Regions from separate parts of the Mus musculus genome. Here all the other regions are linked to region 1. The links are chromatin contacts, called in public Hi-C, HiChIP or PLAC-seq, Micro-C and promoter capture Hi-C maps. All regions are on one chromosome and are shown on one strand. The core of a region is the stretch at or near the end of the contact, and the rest is flanking DNA. Distances in the headings are between cores, read along the strand shown. Region 1 holds the start of Fig4 (FIG4 phosphoinositide 5-phosphatase). Region 2 holds the start of Foxo3 (forkhead box O3). Region 3 holds the start of Cdk19 (cyclin-dependent kinase 19). Region 4 has its middle 42 kb from the start of Slc22a16. Region 5 holds the start of Mettl24 (methyltransferase like 24). Region 6 overlaps Mettl24 (methyltransferase like 24).

Evidence for each region. Promoter capture Hi-C pulls out the DNA fragments that hold promoters and counts their contacts. Hi-C and Micro-C count contacts between places; a contact is called where the count stands out from the background. HiChIP or PLAC-seq counts read pairs in DNA pulled down with a chosen protein or histone mark.
Region 2: a contact with region 1 is called in a Micro-C map of embryonic stem cells, with 8 times the contacts expected there. The contact joins the promoter of Foxo3 here to the promoter of Fig4 in region 1. A contact is called at or near these places in 1 of 39 promoter capture datasets (hippocampal neurons), 6 of 484 Hi-C or Micro-C datasets (CD4 T cells, the G1E-ER4 cell line, cardiomyocytes and 2 more), 7 of 115 datasets of contacts at active chromatin or transcription factors (the SCID.adh cell line, astrocytes, embryonic midbrain and 4 more) and 3 of 9 other capture datasets (adipose tissue, embryonic stem cells and liver).
Region 3: a contact with region 1 is called in a promoter capture Hi-C map of embryonic stem cells, with 2.2 times the contacts expected there. The contact joins the promoter of Cdk19 here to the promoter of Fig4 in region 1. A contact is called at or near these places in 3 of 39 promoter capture datasets (embryonic stem cells, hippocampal neurons and liver), 3 of 484 Hi-C or Micro-C datasets (muscle stem cells, nephron progenitors and uterus), 4 of 115 datasets of contacts at active chromatin or transcription factors (astrocytes, embryonic forebrain and embryonic stem cells) and 1 of 9 other capture datasets (liver).
Region 4: a contact with region 1 is called in an H3K4me3 HiChIP or PLAC-seq map of pro-B cells, with 4 times the contacts expected there. The contact joins the enhancer-like site here to the promoter of Fig4 in region 1. A contact is called at or near these places in 1 of 39 promoter capture datasets (hippocampal neurons), 3 of 484 Hi-C or Micro-C datasets (CD4 T cells, adipose-derived mesenchymal stem cells and embryonic fibroblasts), 6 of 115 datasets of contacts at active chromatin or transcription factors (T-cell acute lymphoblastic leukemia, astrocytes, differentiating embryonic stem cells and 3 more) and 1 of 9 other capture datasets (adipose tissue).
Region 5: an H3K27ac HiChIP or PLAC-seq map of embryonic stem cells shows a contact between it and region 1, with 5 times the contacts expected there. The contact joins the promoter of Mettl24 here to the promoter of Fig4 in region 1. A contact is called at or near these places in 2 of 39 promoter capture datasets (cranial neural crest and embryonic stem cells), 6 of 115 datasets of contacts at active chromatin or transcription factors (bone marrow-derived macrophages, embryonic hindbrain, embryonic limb bud and 2 more) and 1 of 9 other capture datasets (embryonic stem cells).
Region 6: a contact with region 1 is called in a Hi-C map of the N1E-115 cell line, with 4 times the contacts expected there. The contact joins the enhancer-like site here to the promoter of Fig4 in region 1. A contact is called at or near these places in 1 of 484 Hi-C or Micro-C datasets (the N1E-115 cell line), 6 of 115 datasets of contacts at active chromatin or transcription factors (the SCID.adh cell line, astrocytes, embryonic forebrain and 2 more) and 1 of 9 other capture datasets (embryonic stem cells).

The regions. Positions count from the first base shown.
Region 1 is chr10:41,300,984-41,305,053 of GRCm38.p6, forward strand. Fig4 (FIG4 phosphoinositide 5-phosphatase) reads right to left here and starts at 2,258. Exons shown (of 23, transcript NM_133999.1): 1 at 2,004-2,258. The coding sequence starts at 2,069. It overlaps Ak9 (adenylate kinase 9), which reads left to right and starts at 2,951. Exons shown (of 40, transcript NM_001370813.1): 1 at 2,951-3,022.
Region 2 is chr10:42,274,409-42,278,478 of GRCm38.p6, forward strand. Foxo3 (forkhead box O3) reads right to left here and starts at 2,287. Exons shown (of 4, transcript NM_001376967.1): 1 at 2,118-2,287; 2 at 408-1,137. The coding sequence starts at 1,025. Gm38485 (a long non-coding RNA gene) reads right to left here and starts at 401. Exons shown (of 2, transcript XR_380269.1): 1 at 1-401.
Region 3 is chr10:40,347,375-40,351,444 of GRCm38.p6, forward strand. It overlaps Cdk19 (cyclin-dependent kinase 19), which reads left to right and starts at 1,934. Exons shown (of 13, transcript NM_001168304.1): 1 at 1,934-2,347. The coding sequence starts at 2,220.
Region 4 is chr10:40,526,137-40,530,206 of GRCm38.p6, forward strand. No RefSeq gene overlaps it. Among named protein-coding and RNA genes, the nearest start is that of Slc22a16, 42 kb to the right of the region's middle. Within about 2 kb of position 1,690, at least 118 of the 459 cell types and tissues checked have an H3K27ac peak or open chromatin away from gene starts, as enhancers often do. A contact at or near this core is called in T-cell acute lymphoblastic leukemia, hippocampal neurons and pro-B cells, where this site is marked.
Region 5 is chr10:40,681,601-40,685,670 of GRCm38.p6, forward strand. It overlaps Mettl24 (methyltransferase like 24), which reads left to right and starts at 1,682. Exons shown (of 5, transcript NM_177793.3): 1 at 1,682-2,064. The coding sequence starts at 1,756. It also overlaps a transcript of Ddo not described here.
Region 6 is chr10:40,761,170-40,765,239 of GRCm38.p6, forward strand. The region is part of intron 4 of Mettl24 (methyltransferase like 24); the gene reads left to right. Among named protein-coding and RNA genes, the nearest start is that of Mettl24, 80 kb to the left of the region's middle. Within about 2 kb of position 1,737, at least 17 of the 459 cell types and tissues checked have an H3K27ac peak or open chromatin away from gene starts, as enhancers often do. A contact at or near this core is called in the N1E-115 cell line, where this site is marked.

The sequences.
Region 1 (4,070 bases), core at 1,008-3,507:
TGCAATAGGTAAGTCACGTAAGACCTGCATTAGTTGTCCTGGCAAGTTTTATATCAACTTGACACAAGCTAGAGTCATATGAATGGAAGGAACCTCAGTTGAGAAAATGCCTCCATAAAATCCAGACGTAGGACACTTTCTAACTAGTGATAGATGGGGGAGGGCTCAGCCTGCTGTGGATGGTGTTATCCTTGAGCTGATGGCTCCTGGAGTCTATAAGACAGCAGGCTTAGCAAGCCTTGAAGAGCAAGCCAGTAAGCATCACCCATCCATGACCTCTGCATCAGTCCTGCCTCCATGTTCCTGCCCTGTTTGGGTTCCTGTCCTGACTTCCTTCAGTAATGGGCAATGATGTGGGTGTATAAGCTGAATAAATTCTTTCCCAAGTTTCTTTTTTTTTTTTTTTTTTTTTGGTTTTTCGAGACAGGGTTTCTCTGTATAGCCCTGGCTGTCCTGGAGCTCACTTTGTAGACCAGGCTGGCCTTGAACTCAGAAATCCGCCTGCCTCTGCCTCCGGAGTGCTGGGATTAAAGGCGTGCGCCACCACGCCCGGCTCCAAGTTTCTTTAGTCATATTTGTTTCATCACAGCAATAGTAGCCCTAACTATATTATAAATGAATTTAATATAAAACATGATAACATAAAGGCTAAAACTGTGAATCTTTTCAGTGAGACAAAGCAAAATATCATCATGGCCTGGGAACAAGCAAAGAACATGAAAAGCAGTAAGCACACACACACACACACACACTGAAAATAAGGGTCAGAAAATCTTGCCCATGTTTATAAATCTAGCACTGGGGAGGTCAAGACAGGAAGATTATGATTTTGATACTATCCTATACTCTCTCCCTCTCTCTCTCTCTCACACACACACACACATATAGTTAAGTTAAATTTCATCAAAATAAAACACTGGTGTGGAAACTTGGTTTAGTGGGTAAAGATTCCCAGGGCCCACTGAAAGCCCCACACAATAACACATCTCTGACCCCAGGGTTGGGGGTGCGGCGTATAGACAGGTAGAGCCTGGGCGAGGGACACTCATTGGCCAGCCAGTCTAGCAATATGGGAAGCTCCAGATTTAATGAGAGACATCTAGGGTCAACCCCTGGCCTCCAAACTCCTCCACGTGGGCACACATACCCACACACATGTACATGCACTACACACACACACAAATAAATTAAATTAAATAAAATTTCTAACAGGGTTTGTCGTCCTCAGCAACCGAGTTTTCATGGGTGCCACTGAAGACTTGTGGGAAAAGAAATTCTGTTTTATAAAGAATAGCATCTCAGCCAGGGCCTCAGAATGCTCAGCTTACCGGTGGGCTAAAATTCCCATGTGACAGTTTATTTACTCTCCTATTGAAGACTAGCCACAGTTCACTGAATATACCAAACGAGATACTCACACCCTAATATCATAGTGAAGGCCAGATTCAGATAAACCACACTATAGCAACTTTGTTTCCCAAGCACAGAAATGAGAAAAAAATAAGTTCTATTAGCACCGCTCTGCAAGCCAGAGAACTATTAACAGATGCGTCCGGGTCACAGAACCTCGAATCCCAGCAAAACAGTGCATGTGATTAAGACCAATCACGGTGATAGTATACCATGAAATCGCAAAATAGAAGCTACCTGGGCCAAGTTCACATTTTTTTTCATACCCCCTGACTTTACTGTAAGGAGTGGACTCAAGAACTTCAAGATTATGGGAAAGCAGAAAAGAGGAACTCTTTCAGAAGCTGTGTGCAGTTCCTGTGTGCCACAGCACCTGTCTGCACGCACTTCTTCCAGCCAGCCACATGTTCCTAAGCAAGACAGACCTGCAAACCATCCAGTGCTTGACTGCATGGCCCTGGCGGCCGAGCCTGCAGCGGCGCTGGGAGGAGAGGAGGGAGTACGGGGTGCTGCCTCTTCCCGACGACCCCACAGGGTGCCCCGATCCCCGCAGCGCAGTCCTCCCGCCCCGTCCCGTCGTTGTGGGTACTCACAGCTCTGGTCTCATACAGCACCAGCTTCTGGACCGAGCTGATGATGGGGGCAGCGGCCGTGGGCATGGCTCCAGCCAATGGCGGCCCCGCCACAGGGCACCAGGCCGCGGCCCAGGTCGTGACAGCGGCGGGGTTCCCCCTGGAGACAGAGCGAGGAGACCCCGCAGACCTCCAGCACACCAGACACAGCTGACAAAAACAGTGTCAGAACACCAAACGTTCAGCAGCGGGCTCGCCGGCTGCTTCCGGATTCCCTCAGCCCCGCCTCCCAACCAGCCCAGCCCAAACCGGAGGGGCGGGGCTACAGGATCACGGGGTTGCTGAGGGCGGACGCTAAGGGTGCCATCTTTCTTAAGGGCAGGCAAAAAAAAAAAAAAGAAAGAAAGAAAAAGAACCTGACTTATGTTGACCTTTAAAGAAAAGAAATCAGATGATTGGGTTCTCCTTTTGGAGCGGTTTCTCCGTGTTGTAATTGGTCTGTTTCTTCCTATATACTCTTTATTTTCCCGAAACCTGTCTCCTGGATGCCTGTGATTTTCCCCTGTTTTGTCGCCTATTTTATCTCCACGAAAGTCAATAAAGTTAATATTGTGGCTGTATGGCCCACAAATCTTTCTTAATTACATAAATGTGGCGCCTTTGGTATTTGCACATTTTATGTGTGAGGCTAACGGTCTGAATTCTAAAAGGGACCGTGCTGTGTAGGGCGAGCGCGCTGCTGTTAAGAGTCAGTTCTAGTTAAGATAAGGTTTTCGCGTTTGCTGTCTGGGCATAAGTAGGTAATATATGCACTCGCTCTGTTGGTCACCTCTACACTTTGGGAAAGGTGTTTTATAATTATGACTACATTTAAACACAGGCTTAAGAATTCACTTTGAATTACAGCTCCACCTCCCGAGGCCCCGCCCTCCAAGAGGCTCTGCACGCCGCCCACAGGTTTCCAAGGCAACCGCCTAACAGCTACCTAGAGCCTCAGTAGAGCCTCAGAAGATAGCTGCTGTCGCGTCCCCGGTCCACAGGTAAGCAGAGGCAGGGAATTGTCCACATTCTGGGTGCATTTTGCCATCAGTTGCAGGAAAGTACACTTCCGGCGGGGACCCCACACCAGTTGCTTTTCTTGCAAAGTTAAACCACGATCTCTTCATAAATCGACTTTTCAAAACCAGTTCTCCTTTTAGCTAAGGTATTTATCTCACAAATGCGGACTAAAGACTTGCCTGCCCCAAAGGGTAACAGTGGCCGCTAAAGTAGCACAGGCAGGAAGTGCTAGGTTTCACAGGGACCCCTCGCTATATTCCAGAATTCACCGCTAGAGGGCTCTCATACTGAAAAGAAAAAGGTAATTATTAAAATACAAACAAATAGCTGAAGAGGATATTAAAGTTTGCTGTAGATTCAAGGCAGGACGTTACAAGGTTTTTAGAGTATGATTATCTATTATCTATTATTGGTTTTGTTTCAGTTTGATATATCTTTTTTATTGAGAAACTAGAAAGAAAGAGGGCAGGAGTCTCAGTTATGGCATTTTATGCTGGTGGGGGGGTGGGGGGGTACGTGCGTGTGCGTGTAAGCCAGAGGCTAAGCCAGCAAGCCCCAGAGATCCACTTATCTCCATCTTGAACTGCATCTTTTAACTTTTCCATTTCACAATGGAAACCAGCTCTTCCCAATGCAAGCTAAACATCTGCAGAGCATTTTGGTTTAGGAAAGTCACTTTTTAAAAATAAATAGTTCTGATTTTCAAATATTGTTTTCCATTATTATTTTATACTACAATGGAGCACTTCCCTTTGAGAATTTTCTTAGTTTACATCACCCAGGAGCCAAACTGATAACAAACAAATGTGCCAAGTTGTTTCTATAAGGGTGATCCCAGGAACAGAAGCTGGGCAGGGAGGGGCTCTTGGAAAAGGGGGTATTGTCACACAAGCTTCTCTGTCAGCTAAACTCACTGGGAAATGGGGAGTACATACCTTGGAACCATTCCCTTTCGGGGGAGCAGGCGGGGAGGGACGTTGTGTTTACTCGCCAACTCCCGTGTATTACTGGTTGAAGCCTGCTAGGCAG
Region 2 (4,070 bases), core at 1,037-3,536, 970 kb after region 1:
CGCTGTCCCAAACACTCCCCCACACACGCCTTCCCTCCACCCACAATGTCCTCGGTGCATCCCACTTCCACCTCCTGTATTCCAAAGTTGGCCGCGGAGCTACCTCCTCCCCGCAGCCGAGGTAAGCCAGCACATACAAATGTCTTGGTCCTTCCTCCTTAGTGTCCCTTGCCCACAGCCTACTCATCTGGGCATGCCCAAAACTTGCCCAGGACCCTCCCTTCCCACTTTGAGGCCATCCCCAGGCTTCCCTCCTATAGGAGTGAAAAGAATCCCCCACCCCAAAGGCTCACAGCGAAGCTCCTCTGCCAGCCCTCTCTGGACGGCCGCAAACCGACCGCTTCGATACGCGCTTGGCGCTGCGAAGGCCTGGCAGGTCCGACCACCAGCCCCTGATAGGCACGCACCTTCCAGCCCGCAGAGCTGTTGCTGTCGCCCTTATCCTTGAAGTAGGGCACACAGCGCACCATCCACTCGTAGATCTGGGACAAAGTGAGCCGTTTGTCCGGGGAGCTCTCGATGGCGCGGGTGATCAGGTCGGCATAGGACAGGTTCCCCCAGGCATTCCGCCGCGAGGAGCATTTCCTTGGTTGCCCAGAGCCCCCAGCCGCCCCCGGCTGCGGCTGTGGCAGTGGCTGCTGAGGCTGCAGCTGCGTCGGCGTGCCCCCACTCAGAGCGCCTGCGGCGGACGCTGGCCCCGACCCGAGGTCCTGCCCTCCTGGAGCCAGCAGCATGGCCGAATCCTCGAGGAGCAGCCCGGAACCCAGCGTGCTGCTCACGCCGCCACCGATCACCATGGCCGAGCTGGCTCGGCCGCCGCCGTCCTCGTCGTCTTCATCGTCGTCCTCCTCGGGGATCATGGAGTCTGCGGCCGTCTCCCCCGAGGGCTTGGCCGGGCTCGCCTGCAGCTCCGGCCTCTGCAGGGGCCACGTACAGGAGCGTGGCCGACTCTGTGGCTCGAACTCTGGGTCCAGCTCCACTTCGAGCGGAGAGAGCGGGACCGGGGAGGCTGGTGCCTCTGCCATCTTCGCCGCCTGCCCGCCGCCCGCGGCTTGGGCTCTTGCTCTCTCCTCTCGAGCCCAGGCTGGGTGCGGCGGGGGAGGAACGGGGCACCGCGAAGGTTCGAGCTCCAGCTACCTAGGGAAGCGCGAAGAGAGAGTTGGTTATCCTGTGTTGGAGCCTAGTCCGCGGAGACTCCTCGCCCGCGGCCGCCACCTAGAACGGATAGACCTGGGGACGTGCGTCCCGCGAACCTGGCGCAGCAGACGCCGCCCCCTGGCCTGGCCGCCCGGGAGACGCGAGCGAATCGACGGCCCCGCGCGGGGCAGCCCCCTCCCCCGCTGCCGTCGCCAGAACCGCAGGTCTCTCCCGGACTAGATGGCGGGGCGGAGGGGGGAGGGGCGTCCCGGGGGAGGGGTGGCCGCGCCATTAAGTGTGGGCGGCCTCCGGACCCCAACAGCTCCGCAGTGGTCGGAGGGCGAGCGTGCGTGCGTGCGTTTGTTTATGTTTGGCTCTGGCTCGCTCAAGTGCCTCCCGCGGAGGCGCAGGGCAAGTCAGCAGAGTCCTGGGCTCTTCTCCCGCTCCCCAGCCCTGCGATCCCCCCCACCCCTCCCAGGCGAGAGGCCCCCTAGGGCTGGCGCGGGCAACTCCCGTCTTTTCCTCTCCGCCCGCGGACCAGCAGGGAGAGCGTGGGGGTCTGGGTGCAGACCTGCCAAGATCACTTCCAACAAGAGAGAGAGAGAGAGAGGGCCGACCCCGCAGGACTAAGAAGATCTGAGATGTATTTTCTTGGGGACGTGGGGCCCTCCGCCCCCTTCCAGGTCAGAAACGGGAAGGAGGAAGCAAGTGGGAACATAAATCTTCCAACAGGTCGGGAAGCGCCAAATCTCTCGGACTGCATGAAAACCCGGACCAGCACCGTTCATCACCTCCTTGCTCCCGCTGCTGCCATCTTGACAGTTCCCCCTTCCCTCAAGTCCTTTAAAGACACTAGCGGGAGAGAAGGGGGGGAGCACACCGAGTCACGGGGAGGGAAAGGGAAGCGCCTGGCCCAGCTCGGAAACAGATCCGGAGTCACTGGAAAGGCGGCCGCCCCGTTGCAAAGCTCCGGCGCCTACCTCGGCTCCTTCCCTTCAGGAACGAGGCGGGAGGGCGTACGATTCCGCGCGAGCCCAGGGCACCGCGACGAGGGGACTCTCGGGCCGCCGCCGCAGCCCGCCGGAGGAACCGCCTGTCAGCCTGTGCTGCGCCGCCGCCTTCCACATTCCTCCTCCTCCCTTCCACGAGCAGGGCGGCCGCGGCAGCAGCACAAAGTTATAGCCACTCACAGGGAGCCTCAACCTAGGATGACGGCGGGGCGGGTCCCCGCCCAGGGGGAGGGCTGGGGCGGGGGCCGGGAGGGCTGCTGTGCGTGCGTGTGGGAGTGCGCGTGTGTGCGCCCTCGCGCCTGCGCGGGGCTGCGGGAATGGGGGCGGGCGCGCGCGGGTCGGGACTCGGCCGGCTCCGCAGCCCTCCCGGTTGGGGTCCCGCGCTCTCCTGGGGACCTCAGCGGCCACGCTGGCCCGGGACGGGAGGCCAGGTCAGACAACACACCACTGCGCGCCGCCCCGCGCTCTCAGCCTTGGGCCCTGCGTTTGGCTCGTGGGCCCGTGGCCTGCCCGTGGGTGCGTGGGGTCGGAGCCCGCCCCAGTATCGGGTTCCTTATTAGAACCTGACACCAGGGAACACCCGGGTTAAGCCGGCAGCCGCAGGTGACAAGGGTTACCTGGGCGTGGAAACACTGGCCGGCGAAGATCGCGCCGAAAGGTGTGTCACTGGACCCTCACCTGGGACACCCGGCGACAGTCGTGCTTCGCTTTTCACGGATTTTAAGGCTAAGTGGGAAAAGTGCAACTCAGGAAGAAAAGTGCAGTGCGCCCCAGTCCTGAACGCAGGAGCAGAAGATAGCTAACTGGAAGCGGGCAACAGTTTTCTTATGCTAAAGCAGCTGATTACGTGCTTGACTTTTCTAAGTCTATAGACTTCAGATCGCACCTTCACAATCCCTTATCCCACGATCCGTGCCTCCCGGCCGTACTGTGTGCTTTTCTGCGCCACACGCGACATGCATACCAAAAGTCTACCATGCATTCTGGTTCATACGTATCTTTCCAAACAAAACCCTCTCGGTCTCTGCAGCTAAAGTCTGGGCTCCGCAACAACCCAATACCCCAAAAGAGCCAGCCTAAAAGAGCCTGCAGAGGCCGCCCACCCCGGAACTCCGGCCTCCAGGCTTTACGCGTGATCCGTCACTCAAGTGACGTGAGGCCCCCGCCCCTGCACCAAGCTAGTTCGACGCGTACAAACAGATGATGTCATTGTCTCTACACGCGCGTGACCCCGGAGCCCTGCGCCGCATCGCCATTCGCTGCGCGGCTTCCTCGTCAAGCCACGCCGAGCGCTGACTGGCCGCCGCCGCCAGTCTCTGGGCTCCAGACGCCTCTCGCTCCTCTTCGCCCCCGCCCCCAGCAAATAATAAACAATCGAGTAAAATTGCAAGGACAGAGGGGAGGGAGAGCGAAGGCGCGCTGAGTGGCAGCCTTCGCCGCGCAGACAGCGGGAGGACTAGAGGAGGACTGTGCAGGGAGGAGGGAAAGGAGGTAGGGAGCGGATCTGAGCCGCACGCTCTATCAGGGCGAGAAACTTTGAGAACCTCGGCGAGGCCAGCTTGCTAGCACGGCGGGCTCTAGGACCCCAGGGCCCTGGCGAGACGGGAGGGGCGGAGCCTGGTTGCGCAAAGCCCGTGGGCGGAGCCCGGCGGCACGTGCGGGAGGAGGGGGCGCGTTGCACGGGCTCGCCCGGGACGCGCAGCCCCGGCGGCTGGCGCGCTTGTTTACCAGCACACGTGTGTGTTATTTTTGAGATGGAATGTGGGGCTGGCTGAACGGCTGGCGCGTGGGGCCGCCCGCGTCGGCGGAGGGACGCGGCGAGGCCCGCGCTGCCGCGGCCTCCCCGGGCGCTGTTTGCAAGGAAGCCAGGCTGGCCCGTAACCCGCTTCCCGCATAGCCCAGAAGTCCGGACCACGCATCTGG
Region 3 (4,070 bases), core at 684-3,183, 950 kb before region 1:
GGAATTTGAATTCAGGACCTCTGCTCCCTCCGGCTGACCCTGCTTGCTCCAGCCCTACTTAGTTTGGCCTAAAGATTTACTTATTGTTGTATCTAAGTACACTGTAGCTGTCTTCAGACTCAACAGAAGAGGGCGTCAGATCTCATTACGGATGGTTGTGAGCCACCATGTGGTTGCTGGGATTTGAACTCAGGACCTTCAGCTGGTGCTTTTAACCACTGAGCCATCTCTCCAGCTCGTGAAGAACTTACTACTTACAGAACAGTGAAACATAAAACCAACGAGCATGACTCACAGTTTGACACCTCCTTATTTGCTTGTCTTATCCATTCCTTCTTTCTAGCTTAATCTTGCAGGACTCAAACTGGTTGCTTTCTCCTAATGTATCATTTTGTGACCGGGGCGCAGGCTGTCCTGCCTGCAGCTTTATGGTCTCTGTTCTCTCACTTCCTCAAGGCCCTGTTCGTTCTTTACATTTAAGCTCATGGTGCTTTCTTCATGACGGCTACCCACCTAGCCTAACAGTCATCCTGCCGATTTTATCACTGTGCCTTGTGCCTTACAGTTCATATTATAGATGTACGCACGGGAGTCCTACACAATGAAATCGAAAGGCCTGATGATTGAAGCTCATGACATACAGAGAGGAACAAGAATTGGAAGTTTTAGTAGGTATTGGAGATAAATGAAGGAGAGGGAAGGAAATAAAGAGGAAATAACAAGTCGATTCTTTGTTTAGATGGTCTCCCCAGCAATAATGTTGTCTATGGATAGCTTAGCTGCCTTTTTGACACAGACACCTTATCAAATTTCCCTTTTAAATTTAATCTTGTTATAAAATGCTGCCTTTTATTTTAGGTAGTGGAAGAGAGCTGAAACGCGCGTGTCGAATGGATCTCAATTTCTTTTCGGTTTAAAAGCCATCAATATGCAGTGGGTCACATTTTTAGTAAGGCACTTTCTAAGTTCTTACAGTACTACTTTGAGGTGATGGGTTCTGAGCCTCAGACACCATAACGAATCAACGTCATGAGCAAGATAAATACCTTAAACCCCTAGGTGAGCCTCGCCATTACTGTAAAACACGCTTTACTACCCAGCAAAAACGATTGTTTTTAAAACGCTGCATTTTTGCAATCTTCCAAGCGCTTTAATTGTTCTCAGACAGATGGCTAAAGCTAGGCTACCGCACCCGCATATGTTAGGATAAAACCGACTAGAGCGCCAAGAAAAAGATGATTGGCTGTGGGCCGTAGAAGTTACACGGTTCCCCTAGCAAGAGCTGGGAAACCGCTGAATCTTCAGGTTTTGAAATACGGTTTTTGCATCGTAAAGAAAGAAGATTAACCTATCAGGAAGAACCGAGCACATCCAATTACCAATCAAGAGCGGGAAAACAGCCAAAGCCGGAGATAACCAGGCACCAAAGCGGACGTCACTCTTCAGTCTCTGCCAATAAGCCGAGGCAAGGGGCGGGGCAACCAGAGGATCAATTGCCCAAGAAAACAAACAATGTGTAGTACAACTGTCTAAACCCCAGTCCTAAGCTCCGGATGCGCCGGAATGAGCTCTAGAGCAAGGCTCTCGTGAGGTGCTTCCCGCTTTTCTAGCCTAATGACAGTCAGGGCCGGGTATCTACTTCCTAGCTCAGCAAAGGTGTCCTTCCCGCCAGCTCCCACGGGCTCGCAAAAATCCCGCTGCAACTTTGCGCTACAGTTTACAGGAACAGCAGTCGCGCGCTGAGGGGGTGGGGCGGCGGCAGAGCGCAGGCGTACATGCCTTGTGGAGGCGTGGCCCAAAAGGCCCCAGGAACTCTGGGAACTGTATTCCCCGCTCCCGAGGAGGTAGCACAACTCACGAGCCCTCTTGAACTACATTTCCCAGAATGGCTCGCGACCTTGGGGCGGGACGCTTGGTTCCTTAATGAGTTCGAGAAAGCCGCGGCGCGGCCCACCAGGTTCCAAAACAAGGAAATGAAGGGAGGAGGCGGGACTGTAGATGCCTGCGGGAGCCGCCGCCGCCGCCGCGGAGGAGGAGGAGGCGGAGGAGGTGGCTGCCGCGGCCGCCGAGGAGTCCCTTGCTGAAGGCGGACCGCGGAGCGGCGGGCGGCGCGCGCGCGCCCGAGCGACGGCTGTTGGAGAAGTGGAGCGGCGGCGGTGGAGGAGGGACTGAGTGGCGGCGGCCCCCGCGTCCCGGTTTCTCTATGGGGGAAGCAGACAATGGATTATGATTTCAAGGCGAAGCTGGCGGCGGAGCGGGAGCGGGTGGAGGATCTGTTTGAGTACGAAGGGTGCAAAGTGGGACGCGGCACCTACGGGCATGTCTACAAGGCGAGGCGGAAAGATGGGTAAGAGCGCGAGCGGGGAGTGGGCTCGTCCCGTCCCCTCCGCTGCGGAGCCCCGGAGGGCTGGGTGGGTCGGAGCTCCCGGGACGAGGCGGCGTGGGTCGCAGAGCGACGTCCCGGGGCTAACTCGGAGGCACTGGTGCTGCCGCCCCCCGCTGGCCGGTCGCGCCCCTCGAAGTCGTACGGCGCAGCCCCGTCGGGGGCGTCGGTCCCGCCTGGAGTCGCGGCTGCGTGATTAACAGCGGGCGGCGGGTGGAGACCGCGCCTGGAGGTGGAGTTTAGGGGTCTGGTCCCCGGGGACCCTCCGGAGGGCTTGGCTGAAGAGTTACCGGTTTGGCCCTGTGCTGGTGACGGTAGTGGTGGAACTTCCAATCGGCGCAGCGCCTTCCCGGGGCGGCGGTTTGAAAGCTCGCGGGGGCGCCTCCTGTCTGGTGGCGCAGCGCTTGGGGTCCTGGCTGGCCCCTTGGGTCTGACTTCCTTGCCAACCCAGACTTCATCTCTGATGTTTACCTGGGGACTTCCCGATCCTGCTCCCGATTCCCACATTTTAATATTCTGAATTCAGCACTCTGAAGGTGGACCCTGGAGAGAGATAAATTGTATATTACAAGATTTAAGTGTTCTCTGGTTGCTTATCTTTCCTGCCTCTTGGCTATCTTAGGTATAAGATATATCTTGGCTATCTAATTCCCCCCAACCCCCTTTAAGATAGGGTATCTGTGCGCCCTGCTTGGCCTGGAACGGAGAGATTCGCCTGCCTCTGCTAATCAGGTACTATCATTAAAGGCGTATGCCACCAAACCTGGTCCATTTCTCTTTTCTTCAGGAAGAAATCTTGATTTCTTCAAGTTCTTAGCCTCTGTCAAATGGCTGTGAGCTTTGGTAGTGTTTATTGAGAACCTAGACCACCAAGAACAGAAAACGGAGTGACAGGCTTGAGCCTGGATTGCCGTTTCCTTAGTTGAGGGGATCTGTAGGAATCTCTTGGGAAGTCTTTATGGATTGTTATATCAGTAAAAGACAAGTTGATAAAGCATCGAGAATGTCCCCTTCGGGCCGGTGGTCAGACTGGCTTGTAAGAGCTGGCCCGGTGGAACCAAACTTCAGGCCTGGGAATGGTGAGTTTAAAGCCAGTTGTCACCTTGGCTCCTTTCTGGAAGGAATTCCTTTCCCTTAGGTTCTGTAACTTAGACTCAAACGATTGTCAGACTATACAAAAGGGAGACTTAAGGATTGTGATGGGGCATTTTTGATAAGCCGGATTATCACCATACCTCAGATTTAAAGTGCTCCTTGGGGCCCCTCCTTCCCAGTGCTGTGATTTGATAATGTTGGTGAGGCGCTCCCGCATCAAAGTAAGCAGTGCTCGAGCTACTTTTCTAAGAAGAAAGCCAGAGCACAGTCGTACCAAGTGTCTCATACTCAGTACCTGGAAAGTTACAGGTACTGTCCAGAACTCAAGGATGATGGTTAATCGCTATTGCAGGTAGACCTGTCTAGGCCAAGCTACTCAGTTGTCTGAGCTGTTTCTTTTAATTACCACATGTCCTCGAGTGCACACCAGGGGCTGGAGGGTACTGTAATTGACTTGCACTCTGTTTTTGGCATAGCCACTCTCCTGATTAAATTGATATTCCAGTGGGACTCTTCACAGGGCTGTTTGGGGAAAGCAAATCCAGTGCTGTCATTTGGACACTGTGGTTCCATTGTTGGGCTGGATTTTCCC
Region 4 (4,070 bases), core at 440-2,939, 780 kb before region 1:
CTTCCCCATTCAGAAAAGCCTCCTATCTGCTCTCCTTAGAGATCCCTGGGAATCTGTTTCCAGGGCCTTCACAGACCCTCAAGTTCTTTGTATTCTCGTAAGCACTTTGGTCTGCCTCCAGGTTGTTTGTAATACAGGATACAGGGTAAATGGGAGGGTCCAGGCAGCACCACTCCAGGAAAAGTGACAAGAAGCCAAATACAGTCAGAGGCAGGGTTTCCTCCTCCGTAGGTTTTCATTCTACCGTGGGGTCCATGTACAGACAGGGCAGGGTAACTGTGCTTCTCTTCATCGTTACATTACTGCTTTTTGGCTTCGACTGTGGGCAAGATCTGTGGCTTGCTGCTAGGCAGAATGCTGTACAGCGGATGGCTGCACCGGTGATTACATGACTGTTACATAAGAAACTGTGCCCATCTAGCTGGAGAATCTGGCTTTGTGGCATCAAGAGATCACATGTCTAGGAGCTTGATGGCAGCCATTGAGACTCCAAGCAGAGGAGCCTGGCCCATGGGAATCGGGAGATAATAAATGTGGGCTGTGTCAAGGCACAAGGCACTGATTATAACATTATCGCTCAGAAATTAACAGGCAGAGCAGTTATCTTTAAATTTTTTAGATTTGGGACTGCTGAGATGGCTCAGTAGAGGCGATTTCCCTGGTGACCTGAGTTCCATCCCCAGGACCCAAGGAGAGAACGGATTCTGCCCAATTGTCCTTTGACACACCCTCCCGTCACACACACCAATAATTATACATTTTTAAAAGTTACAGACTTATAAAATCTGACTCTTGTGTTTAAGTCACTGGCTGCTTTCTAGTTAATCTTTACAGACAATGTGAGGATGGGAGGCAAGATTCTCTCTTCCTCCTCCTCTTCCTCCTTCTCTTTTGAAACAGTGAATCTCTATGTAGTCCTGTCCAGTCACTCCAATCCGGCCCCCAAAAGTTCCGGACTACTCTTGGTGCAGATCTATCACAGCTTTCTTTTGCCCTGTGGTCCCTAGCTGAAAGCCATCAGTGACTTCCCACCTTTAGCTTCCTCAGTCCTGAGTCACTTGTCCCCAGGACTGGCAATTTCCTGGGACACACACCACACTCTGAGAGGTCAGAGGAAGATCCTGTTTAGACTAGGTGAGAGGTGAGCCATCATTCTTTGTGGGTAACAGCGCCTCTCTGTAAGTGTGCCATGGTCTTCCCAGGGAGTTCTGGTCTCTCTAAAAAAAATGTAAGGTTTGGCTGCACACTTCAGTCTGAATGTTACAACTTCAGGTAATTTCAGGTAGACTTTCCAGTTACTCTTTAGAAAGTGATGCCGGGGAAGGTAGTCCACAACACTGCTAGTACAGCGAGTACAAATATTGCTACCATCTTCTTCCCAGGACAGCTGAGTTCTAGATTCTTCTGAAGGCTACAGAAGTCTATCTGCAGTGCAGTCGCAGGACACAGGACTGCCTTGTCCTGAGTGGCAGGGAAAATCGAGGAATGTTGAGGGACAAGGACCCTGCCCCCTCAGCAACATTTTCTGAGTACCTTCTGTATGTGGGTGTGGTTTCTATGAGTTCAGAACCCACTTCCGGTGGGGGCTTCCAGGCTGCAGAAGAAAAGCGGGACATCGGACATGGTATTGCCCTGGGGCAGCTTTGTGCAGAAGGTTGCTATGAACACAGGAAGTGCTGCTGACACACAGTTGCCCTTGCAGAGAGGACTGAAGGCACACGTGAGCAGGCGACCAGCACATTCTTTCAGAGTTAATAAAGTGGCTAGAAAAAACGAGGTCTCCCACATTTTGTATTTCTGTAAAGAAAAAAGGTGATAGTGTGGATCATTTTACAACTGTTTGGGACACTTTTTGTTAAAATAAAAGTTACAGTATATGCGTATGCACCCTGCTCTTATGCAGTTCTGTTTTACCAGCCAGCAGCACAGACCCAATAGGAAAATTTTAAGTTGGTAATGTATTTTTTAAATGGCTGATAAAAACAATAATTAAAAGGGTAGGGCTCAAGGGCTGGGGCAGGGGGTGGTAAGGTACTTGATCTTCAAGCACAAGGACAGGAGTTCTAATGCCCACTACTCATGTAAAAGCTGGGTGTAGCTATGTGGGTCTGTAACTGCAGCCCCTGGCATTGACAGAGGCAGAGACAGGTGGATTCTGTGGACTTGTCTGCTGTGGGACTGTGATAGGCAGTCTATTTTGGTTGAATGGGGCTTGCTTCAGCAACCCAGTAGGAAACTCTACAAGGGATGGAAAAGCAAGCCATGTTCCCAGAATTTGGTGCCTGAAACCACAGAGCCTCCAACTCCATAAAATTCTGTGACTACCAATCACACAGACAATGCCCCAAGCTTCTGGCATTCTGGCTAGACTCCACCCCAACAGTTACCTGACTATAGCCAGGTATGCTCCTCCCCACAGTTACACAGTGATAGCCCAGCCCACTATAAGAGGGGCTGCTTGGTCCCTCCTTGCTCTCTTTAAGCTTTCACCTTTCTTACTCTCTTCTCTAGCCCTCTTTCTCTCCCCCCCCCGCCACCCCCCCCCCCCGCATGTGTCCATGGCCAGCCTCTCTCTTTCTACCTTTTCTCCTTCCCCCTGCCTTCTACAATAAAGCTCTAAAACCATAGACTTGTCTCTGCTCATCAAGGCCTGCCGTGCTTGAACGATCGGATAGGCTTTCTCCTAATGAGCCATGTCTAAACTCCCGCTGGACAGTCTTCCTGCACTCCAGCCCATGTGGGAACCATCAAGCGCCTTCTCCCCTTGCCCTCTGCTCACTTCGGCCCTGGGGCTCAGGGCTGTCCCGGGGTCCTTATTCTGTTCTCAGCTCTTCTGAGGTTTCCATTGGTGTATGGGATACCCGAAGCTGGGAACCTGGTGCCTAGGACTGCCCCTTGTCCACCACCCACAGAGCTGGGGTCCATGGCTTCACACAGCTAGACACTCACCCAGGGCTGCGTGGAAAGCGTGCGGCAGTCCTCCCTCATCTGCCCACCCAGAGCACCGGAACTCTGATGGGACACGGGCTCTCTCCCACTCCCCTCTTCCCCCCACACCCACAGCCCCACAGTCTTCCAGTTATTCTGGCCAAAATGGTTTAAGCTCCACCAGGTTCGTGAGGAGCCCCATCTCAAAAACTAAGCTGGAGTACACTGGAACACTATCTTAGTTTAGGTTTCTATTGCTGTGCGCACTGGTTTGAACAGGTGTGGCTCCCACAAACTCATGTGTTTGAATGCTTGACCCACAAGGAGCGACACTATTAGGAGATGAGTCCTTGTTGGAAACGTATGGCCTTGTTGGAGGAAGTGTGTCACTGTGGGGGTGGACTTTGCCAGTCTTCTCCTGACTTCCTTTGAATCAAGATGTAGAACTCTTAGCTGTCTAAACATTTCATTTGTAACAGAAGAAAATTTGAAACAAACGGGGAATGAACACACTAATCAGCAAGATTTGGGACAATTTGGGGCTGGAGAGATGCTCAACAACTCGTTGCTCTTCCCTGGGAACCCAAGTTCTGTTACCAGCATCCACTTTGTGGCTCTCATCGATTCATAAGTTAAAAACAACCTTTAAATAAAAATTGTGGGGCGGAGAGATAGCGCAGGCTGCTCTTCAAGAGAATTTGAGTCCAATTCCCAGAATCGTTTAAGGTGGCTTTTAACTGTAACTCCAGTCCCAGGGCTTCTGATGCCCTCTTCTGGCCTCTTTGGGCAAAGCACACAAGTGGTACACAGGCATAATGCAGAAGCAGGCATTGAATTCCTGAAACTGGAATTACAGGGGTTGTGAGCCACACGAGTGGTGGGAACTGAACCTCCTAACTGGTGAGCTATCCTTCCAGGCCCATCTTTTTCTTTTTCTTTCTTTCTTTTATTTTTTTTGTAACGTGTCTGGTGGCTTACAACTGCTTATAACTGCAGCTCTTGGGACTCTAAAGCCCTCTTCTGGCTTCTGTGGACACCTGTGTACAGGTGGTACACACACATGAAACAAAAAACAACATACCCTTTTCTTTAAAAGAGTTGAAAGTAGGTGGGGCCACGGCTTCAGTAAACTATGGATTGGG
Region 5 (4,070 bases), core at 432-2,931, 620 kb before region 1:
AATACAACATAGTTATGCAATATATGTAACCCTAAATATTGGTCTATTTTCCCACAGGAAAACAGAAGCTCAGAAAAGATACATATTTTGTTTAGTGTCTCATATCACTCAATGAGAGGGTCGTGAATCAAACACAGTTCAAGTAAATAACTGCAGGATTTGAGGCTGTCTCTCTCAGCTTGTGTGAATGAAAGTTTATAATCTTAATAAAGACTTTTAGCTGCAATTTCCCTGGAGGTGGGCAAGTAGATATCTGTCTGTCTGTCTGTCTGTCTATTCCCATCACGTGTGTATACTTTCAAGCATAATAAAACCTCCAAGCCCCTGAGGACCGGTGATGGCCAGGGAATGCACTGGATTAGGCTGATAAGTTCTGTGACTGTGGGGAAACAGGTTTAATGCTCTCTGACAAAGAATAATTCTGCCAAAAAGGAATGGGAATCTCAGAGAGCAGAGCTCCCTATGGAAAATCCCAACATTCAAATGAGGAGGTGGCCAGACTTCATTCTAGATCTCTGTTGTCCGTGTCGCAGGCTAGGGAGAGAGACAACCTACATAGAAGCATGGAAAATATATCCATATGTGTGTGTATGTGTGTGTGATGTGTATGTGTGCTTGTGTGTGTGTGTAATGTGCATGTATGTATGCTTGTGTGTGTGTGTGTGTGTGTGTATGTGTGCGTGTGTGTATGTGTGTGTGCGTGCATGTGTGTGTTGGGGGTGGGTATCTGGCCATGGTTTAAAAAAAACAAAAGAATCCCAAAGAACCTGAATGTAAATCTAGAAATCAATGTCACCCTAAACAGGTGGAGGGAAAGAATCCTAACAAAAGTGGGATACCAACCCCATTTGTGAGTCCAAACTATGAGCATCTAGATTTCTTTAATTAAGGTCAAGGTGACAATGGCAATCCCGGCTAGGGAGCGTTTTGCCCAGAGATAAATATGTCCCTCTGCATTTCTGCCAGGCAGCAGGGAGGTGTGTGTTTGGAGCTAAATTAATTTGATTTCCAGCACTCCATGGTAACTTCTGTTCCCTCTTTCCCGCTGTCAGATGTCTTCGCTGGCTGTCTCCCTTCCCTTCACCCCCACACATTTCATAACACCGAGGGAGAAAGCATGGGCTGGCTTCGGGCAGAATTTAGAAACTGAATAACTAATTTGATTCTTCTGCACGGAGTGCTATTCTCTCCTCTGTACGGAGTGCTATTCTCTCTCTCTCTCTCTCTCTCTCTCTCTCTCTCTCTCTCTCTCTCTCTCTCTCTCTCTCTCTCTCCCCTTGAGGGAGAGAAGTTGTAAACCTGAGCATAAGTATGATTATTTTTATATCATGCTTAGTGGCAAAAACTGCTTGACAACTTTTTCTTTGGGGCCAAACCTGGCGGCTCACCTCTCCTCTTTCCTTGTGTCTAATACTAACACCAACAAATGAAGTCAAAGCTCAGGCGCCCCGGAGGAACGTGCTCTATTCTGACTCTGGCTCTCCCCACTAGCCAGACTTTACAGGCTGGTCACACCTAAGGACACCCAGCCCTGTTATGGCAGCCTGGGTGCACGCCTAGCCCACCGCCCCTCGCTCTTCCTGCTGCGGCTGGGCAGGATAAGGTTACGCCGGGGCCTCCCCGGTCGCAGGGAAGAAGGCGGGCCGCTGGGGAGTTGCCACAGTTGTCAGCCCGGTCCGTTGGGAACGCTTCTCTGCAGGCGGCTGGGAGCTGAGGGTGGGACCCAGAGCACAGCCGGAGGTCGAGGTCCCCGCCATGGCCACTGTCAAGCCTCCCGGGCGTGGTTGTGGAGCCCTGCCCCGGTGGCTGCTCGGTGCCGCGCTGCTTCTGGGCCTACGGCTTTGCATGGAGTTGCGCCACGCGGGCTCGGGACCCCCGGGCCGCGGCGATTCCCCAGGGCCACCCCGGACACACCTACTGTCGGCGCCCGGCTCCCCACGCGGAGCCAGAAGGAGGCAGGTGACCTACGTGCGCAGTGGGCGCCGAGTGCTGCCCCGGGGTGGCGGGAGCACGACGTCCCCAGAGCCGAGCTGCTGTGCCCAGGGCGGGCTTCTCCGCAGGAAGGTCAGTTGCAAACCATGCAGACATGGACCTTGGAGTTGAGCCTGCACCCAGATGGCGCTAGGGAGCCTTCTGCTCAGGCCACTGGGACCTCAAGACTCTTCTATTTCCTTCTAGCTGAGCTCTCCCTGGAACTTTCTGTAGTCTCACTCAGTATCCCTATAGAATGAAGTGGAATTGAGCAGGGATCATGCAAATTCAACTAACGTTTGCTGAGCGCCTACTGTGGCAGACCTCCTTCTAGGAAAGGAGCACCAAGCAACCACACCCATTTCAGCAAGGGAGGGGGCGCTGAAAGGGAAGGAGGCATGGCTTGCCATTGTGTTTTCCCCACCCAGGCCTGGACAAAACCGGATGGGTAGACACTATGAAAGGCTCATCCAGGTGATGGTCAAGATCTGCCTTCCAGTAGCATCCAGACACCGCCCCCTTCACCCACTCCGACCCCAGAGTCCCTACCCAGCAGTGGGAACTGGCACCGGGTGAGAAGCCAAACCCATAGCACCACTTAGTGGGAAATAATCGGATGCTCCAGGGCCAGATCCTTGCCTTGTTAACTTCCCGCACTTCATTGAGTAGGTCAGTTTAAACCTCTGGTTGTTGAAGCCTCACCTTACACCTTCTTTTGGGAGCTCTGTGGTACCTAGGACTGAAAAGATTAGGAATTGGATATATGAGCTTGCCACATCCTTACACCTGCCACTCTTGCTTCCAACTGCGGTGCCATCCTCCGAAGCAAGGCTGGCTGTGCTGCCTGGAGTCGGGTTTTTCTTGATGGCATCTGAGCACCCAGCCCCCACCTGCGAGCTGGCCCCTGCATTTACCAGCCTGCTCTTCCTTTGGCTCCTCTACTCTAACACCCCCACTACTTTCAGTGATTTTCTTCCCCCACTTTTATATGCCCTGCGCTCAGTCTTCCCACATGGCATTGCTTAACAGGCAATTCTCTTATGTTCTGGGACGCACACAGCTCTTTTTTCTGTCTCCGAAATGCACCTCCTATATAAAGACTTAGCTAGTTACTCTAAAAGAGACACCTCCTTCTCACTGTGTCCATGCAGTTCCCATGATGCTGTGCTAAGCTTTCAAAACCCTTGCCAAGGGCTTCCACTGGATGCTGGGTCAAGTGCTGCCAGCACAAACTGAATTCAAAGTGTCTGGGGCTCAGGAAAGTCATACAATTTGATTCAGGCCTTGAACCTATGAAGAAAGATCAAAAAGTGAACAAAGGAGACATTTGAACTGAGATTTGATATTTTTTTTAAGAGTCTGGCCTCCTTTGTTCCTCTGTGGACACCCTTGAACACTCTGTCTTTGATAATCTCCCCTTTCTGAGTGATTCTCCACAACTTTTGTTTCTGCTGTCTCCTGTTTAAGGAGACCTAAGGGGTTGTCTTCCAGGTTATTGGTGACTAGAGCCTGCCTCACAGTGTTTAGGTTTGGAATGCATAGAATCAGGGGGTCACTGGGGGTGTTTGTGGGAAGTTCACCTCTGTCCCCTGTGGGATGCTGGAACAGAGATCAGTCTGAAAATGGCAGGCAGGTGGTAGCTATGGAGGTGGCGAGATGTAGCAAACATGGGGAATGTTGGAAAGTTACGGGGAGAAGCAGCTATCTTGGTTTATCTCTGTTATCTGTTTATCTTTGGTAGATTACAGATAGAATGTGCTGACCCCAGATAACTTTCAAATATCTTTTAGTGATTCAGTTGGAAATGCCAAATAGACATTCAGACACATTGATCTGGGGCTTAGAGGCAATGTCCAGGCTGAAGTAGCAATTTGGGGCTATTGCTCGCAAGTAGCATTAAAACTATGAGATGGTATGAGGTCAACTGGGGGTGAGTGTGACTTACAGGACAGGAGTCTGAGTACTGGGGTTCAGTCATTACAATTAAATTAAAAAGAAGATGAAAGGAAAATGTTAGTGTCTAGCATGCTAGAAACACAATGTAACAACTTTTATTTTCTCTAAGTTGTCTGAAGCGTTAGCTGCTCCTCAAGTGTAAA
Region 6 (4,070 bases), core at 487-2,986, 540 kb before region 1:
GGCTCTGCTGCCACCTGGATGGGGACAATGGCAAACAGTAGGAAATAAACCAATATGGTAGCGAGGTACACGGTAATCAATGAATCCCAACTGCAAGAAGCACTTGATTGAAATGGCAAGTCAGGACCAACCCTCCAGAAGGGGAGGAAGTTAGGTCCCTGAAAATATCTCCTTGAAGAGGTTCTTGGAACCCTCCCTCTTTTCTCCAGCTAGCACAGGTTAAGTCAATTTGACCATAAGCTGAGACCTTTGAACTATGAGCCAGAATGCCTATTTTTTTTCCTTTTAATTTGATCATGTCAGGTCTTTTGTCACAGCATCGGAGCTTACTGTCTTTGCAGGAGCCTCTGAGGCTAGTGAGGGCTTGAATGACATAGGCTTTCATTTGAAACCTCCCACTTCCTGCTGTGAGTAAGGCCCTGTAGCAAGAAGATCCTGACTGCCCACTTCTGCAGCGTCCCCCCTGCTTTCTCACTAGTCTCCGAGTCTGCTCAGTTTCCCTGTTATAAGATATATAATGTGATCGGTCATGTAGCCTAAAAGATCCACCACCACTGGAGAATGTGATGCAGGCAAACGAACTCATACTGGGGAGAAAAAGGAAGCAGAGGTATTCGAGAGGCACAGAAGTGATTATACTTTACGGAGAGTAAGGACTGCTGTGGCCCTTGGAATGGGAAGGAGACCAGTCCTCTTAAAATGAAGGCGATTTCCCGCGTGGTGGGACCCAGCCTCTGGGTGCTTTTTCTTTGTTTTTGTTGTTTGCATGCACCAGGAGTGGGCGGATTTGTCTCAGAACCTTGCCATTTTGAGTTTCCAGAACGAGAACCAAATGAACCTGGAAAGGTTCTCTAGACGCGTCCTTGATTAATCTTTGTATGGTGCCCTTTGGAGAGTCCTGCAGCCCCACGCTGGCTTTGTGCGTGTCTAATAAAAGCACAAAGCCTTTGATAGTAGAAGGCATAGGACTTGCAAATCCTCTGAGAGCATGTACCCCTGAGTAAGCAATGGGGTTTTATATTTTATTTATTTGTTGCTTATTTCTTTGTTATTGCTGTGTGCGCACATGCGCGTGAGTGTATATTTGCAGGGAGGAGGTCAGAGGACAGCTTTGTGGAGACGGTTCTCTCAACATTTAAGAGAGTGCTGAGAATAGAGGCTTAGTTGGTGAGCAAATTCAGCACTGAGCCTGTCCCAGGCCCCCCGAGCAAAGTCTTCCAGGTCACATCTGTGAGGGCCATTTTGTCTCTGGAGCTGAGCCGGAGCAGAGCAGCCATGAGTTAAGTTTCAGGTGTCTGAGAAGCGATGGACAGAGTCGACTTAGACATTAAATCTGCTTTCTTTTCCATCCAGGGAAAATACCAAGAAAGGAAGTTTCATTTGCTACTATTTAGTTAAGAACATGAAGACCCTTAAAAACCCCACAGCTTTCCCAGCATGGAGTGATATTCAACAGTGTTGCAATTAAAACGATAATGAAACTTTTTCTCCCTAGCACTTCCCTTTAAAATCAGTGTGATGGGTACACAGCACACCATTAGGAGGAATTATGCAAAGCAGCCTCCCTGTTCCAAGTTTTATTTTAAGATTTAATTTATTCCAGATTCTGCAGGAAAAAATGCCCATGTGACAAGCCTGCTAACAGATGTCAATTTAGTTTTATAGCACATGCCTGCATTGCGGAGCCAGAAAATGGAGATTATTCCCCCTGCCTGCTGTTTATGGCACACTACAGCCTCGCAGCGCTGAGCTCCAGAGGGCGGCTGATTACTAACCTGTGGGCATGCGACTTTCCCTGCTTCCTCAATGGTGCTCTCCAGTGTAAACCTCAGTATACACTGTCAGGTGAATAGAGACTCTGGGAAGAGCAGAGGTGTCTGCATATGGACTTTTCTCCATTTTAATATCATCTAAGCCAAAGGATGGGTTAAATTATGTTATGATGTGAGAGAAAGAAGAGAATTGTGTATTTATATGTACAATTCATTTAAATAATAGGTACTAATAAATAGGTCATTATTTAATATTTATTTTCTTATTTCCTACTATTATTTTGGGTTTTTGAGACAGGGTACCACATTCTAGCCTTGCTGGCCTATTAGCAGGGTAGGGCTGGCCCAAACTCACAGCAGTCTTATTACCAGTGCCTCTAGTATGCAGGAATAATAGACACATGCAACTCATTTGGCCTTGTTATTTTCAATTGTGTTCAGGTGAATATAGAATAAGAATTGCTAGCTCATCAATCTTAAGTGGCTCAGCAGTGTGTGTTAGCGTTAAGTCCAGTGATGGTCTCCAGAAAGCCAATACCCATTAAGCAGTAGCTGCCCTAGTCCCCACCCCCTACGTCCCAGTGGCATCCTCTTGCTGTCTCACACAAGTGGAGTCCCACGGAGTGTTTGTCCTTATTTGTATGTGGCAGTATTTCACTTGGCATGCTGTGTAAGAGAAGAAGTTACTCTTCTCTCGCTGTGATAAAATACCATGACTAAAAGTGACTGTGTAAGAAGCAATTTATTTTCGAGAATGGTTCCAGAGGTGTTCTAGTCTGCCATGTGGGGAAGCAAGGAGGCAAGCGGCAGGCACGGCAGTGGGAGCAGAGAGCTGAAAGCTCACATCATCAACAGCAGGCTCGAAGCAAAGAGAGCAATCCAGGAGAAGAGCAAAGCCATGAACTCATGATGCCCACCTCAAGGGATGTGCTTCCTCTCCAAACAGTGCCACCAACTGGGGGCAAGTATTCAAGTGCCCAGGCCTGTGGGGCGTTCGTTTCTCACCACACACACTTCCAGGGTTCCACCACTGAAACCACCACATGTATCAGAAAGTTCTTCCTTATTTATTTATGTATTTATTTATTTATTTATTTATTTATTTATTTATTTGTTATTTTTTGAGACAAGTGTCTTTCTATGTAGCCCTGGCTGTCCTGGAACTCTGTGTAGACCAGGCTGGCCTTGAGTTCACAGGGCTCCGCCTGCCTCTGCCTTCCCAGTGCTGGGATTAAAGTTGTACGCCACTGCACCTAGCCTTCCTTCCTTGTTAAAGCTGAAAAGAGATTTCACTATATGTATAATGCATTTAGCTTATCAATTCGTCTGTCAATAGCCACTTGATTTGTGTCTAGCGCCTGTCTGTCATGGGTGGTGTGACTATGAACATGATTCTCTATAGCCTGCTTTCAACTTCTTTGGATGTATATGGACTATGAGGTGGCTCTATTTTAATAATAATATTAATAACATTTTATAATAATATGTACTTATAAAATATTTTTTATTTGGCTTAGACGATATTAGATATATAAGCTATTTTATATATTACAGCACATAATTTATAATTATAACAATAATCATTATTATTTTGGTGGTGCTGTGAATTGAACCTAGGGCATGCTAGATAGAAGCTCTGCCACTGGGCTGGATCCTCAGTCCCTACTTATTTATTTGTCTGTCTGTCTGCTTGTTTGTTTTTGAGGAACCACCATACATTTCTCATAGTGTGTACATCATTTTATATTCCCATAAAAAAGTCATTTGAGATTAAAACGTTGTGGAAAACCAGAACTCTTGTTATAAGCTACAAAGAGGAAGTTGGGTGTGCCACGGGAGGGTTTATAGAAAAAGCTAAACTTAAGTGTGATTTGTTTTGTGCTCCTGCCAGCCAGGCCACTGTGGAAGCTGGGTAAGTGATGGGTGGGGCAAGGGGTCACCCTCACCTTCTGTGACTCAGCCTCTTCCATTTTCTTCTTCCTGTTCTCCAGTGCCCTCTACTCTACAGGATGGCAGTAGAGAAAGATTGGTGAGTTTGCTAATGAGTCCAACCTCTTCATGGTGACCTCTGTATATCTCTGTCAAGTTATAGAAAAACATGTTCTCAGTTAGGTTATTTTCCTTATACTTCATCTAGTCTTTAGAGATGTTTCTACCAGAGATGCCCCTCCCTTGCCTTGAGGGTGGAGGAAGAACGTGCCCATTGGGCTGGGATGCTGTTAGGAAGTGAGGGCATCTCAGGGAAAGACTGCTCTTTCTATTCTTAGGAAATTGGCTCCATTCTCTAAATCTCTAAGG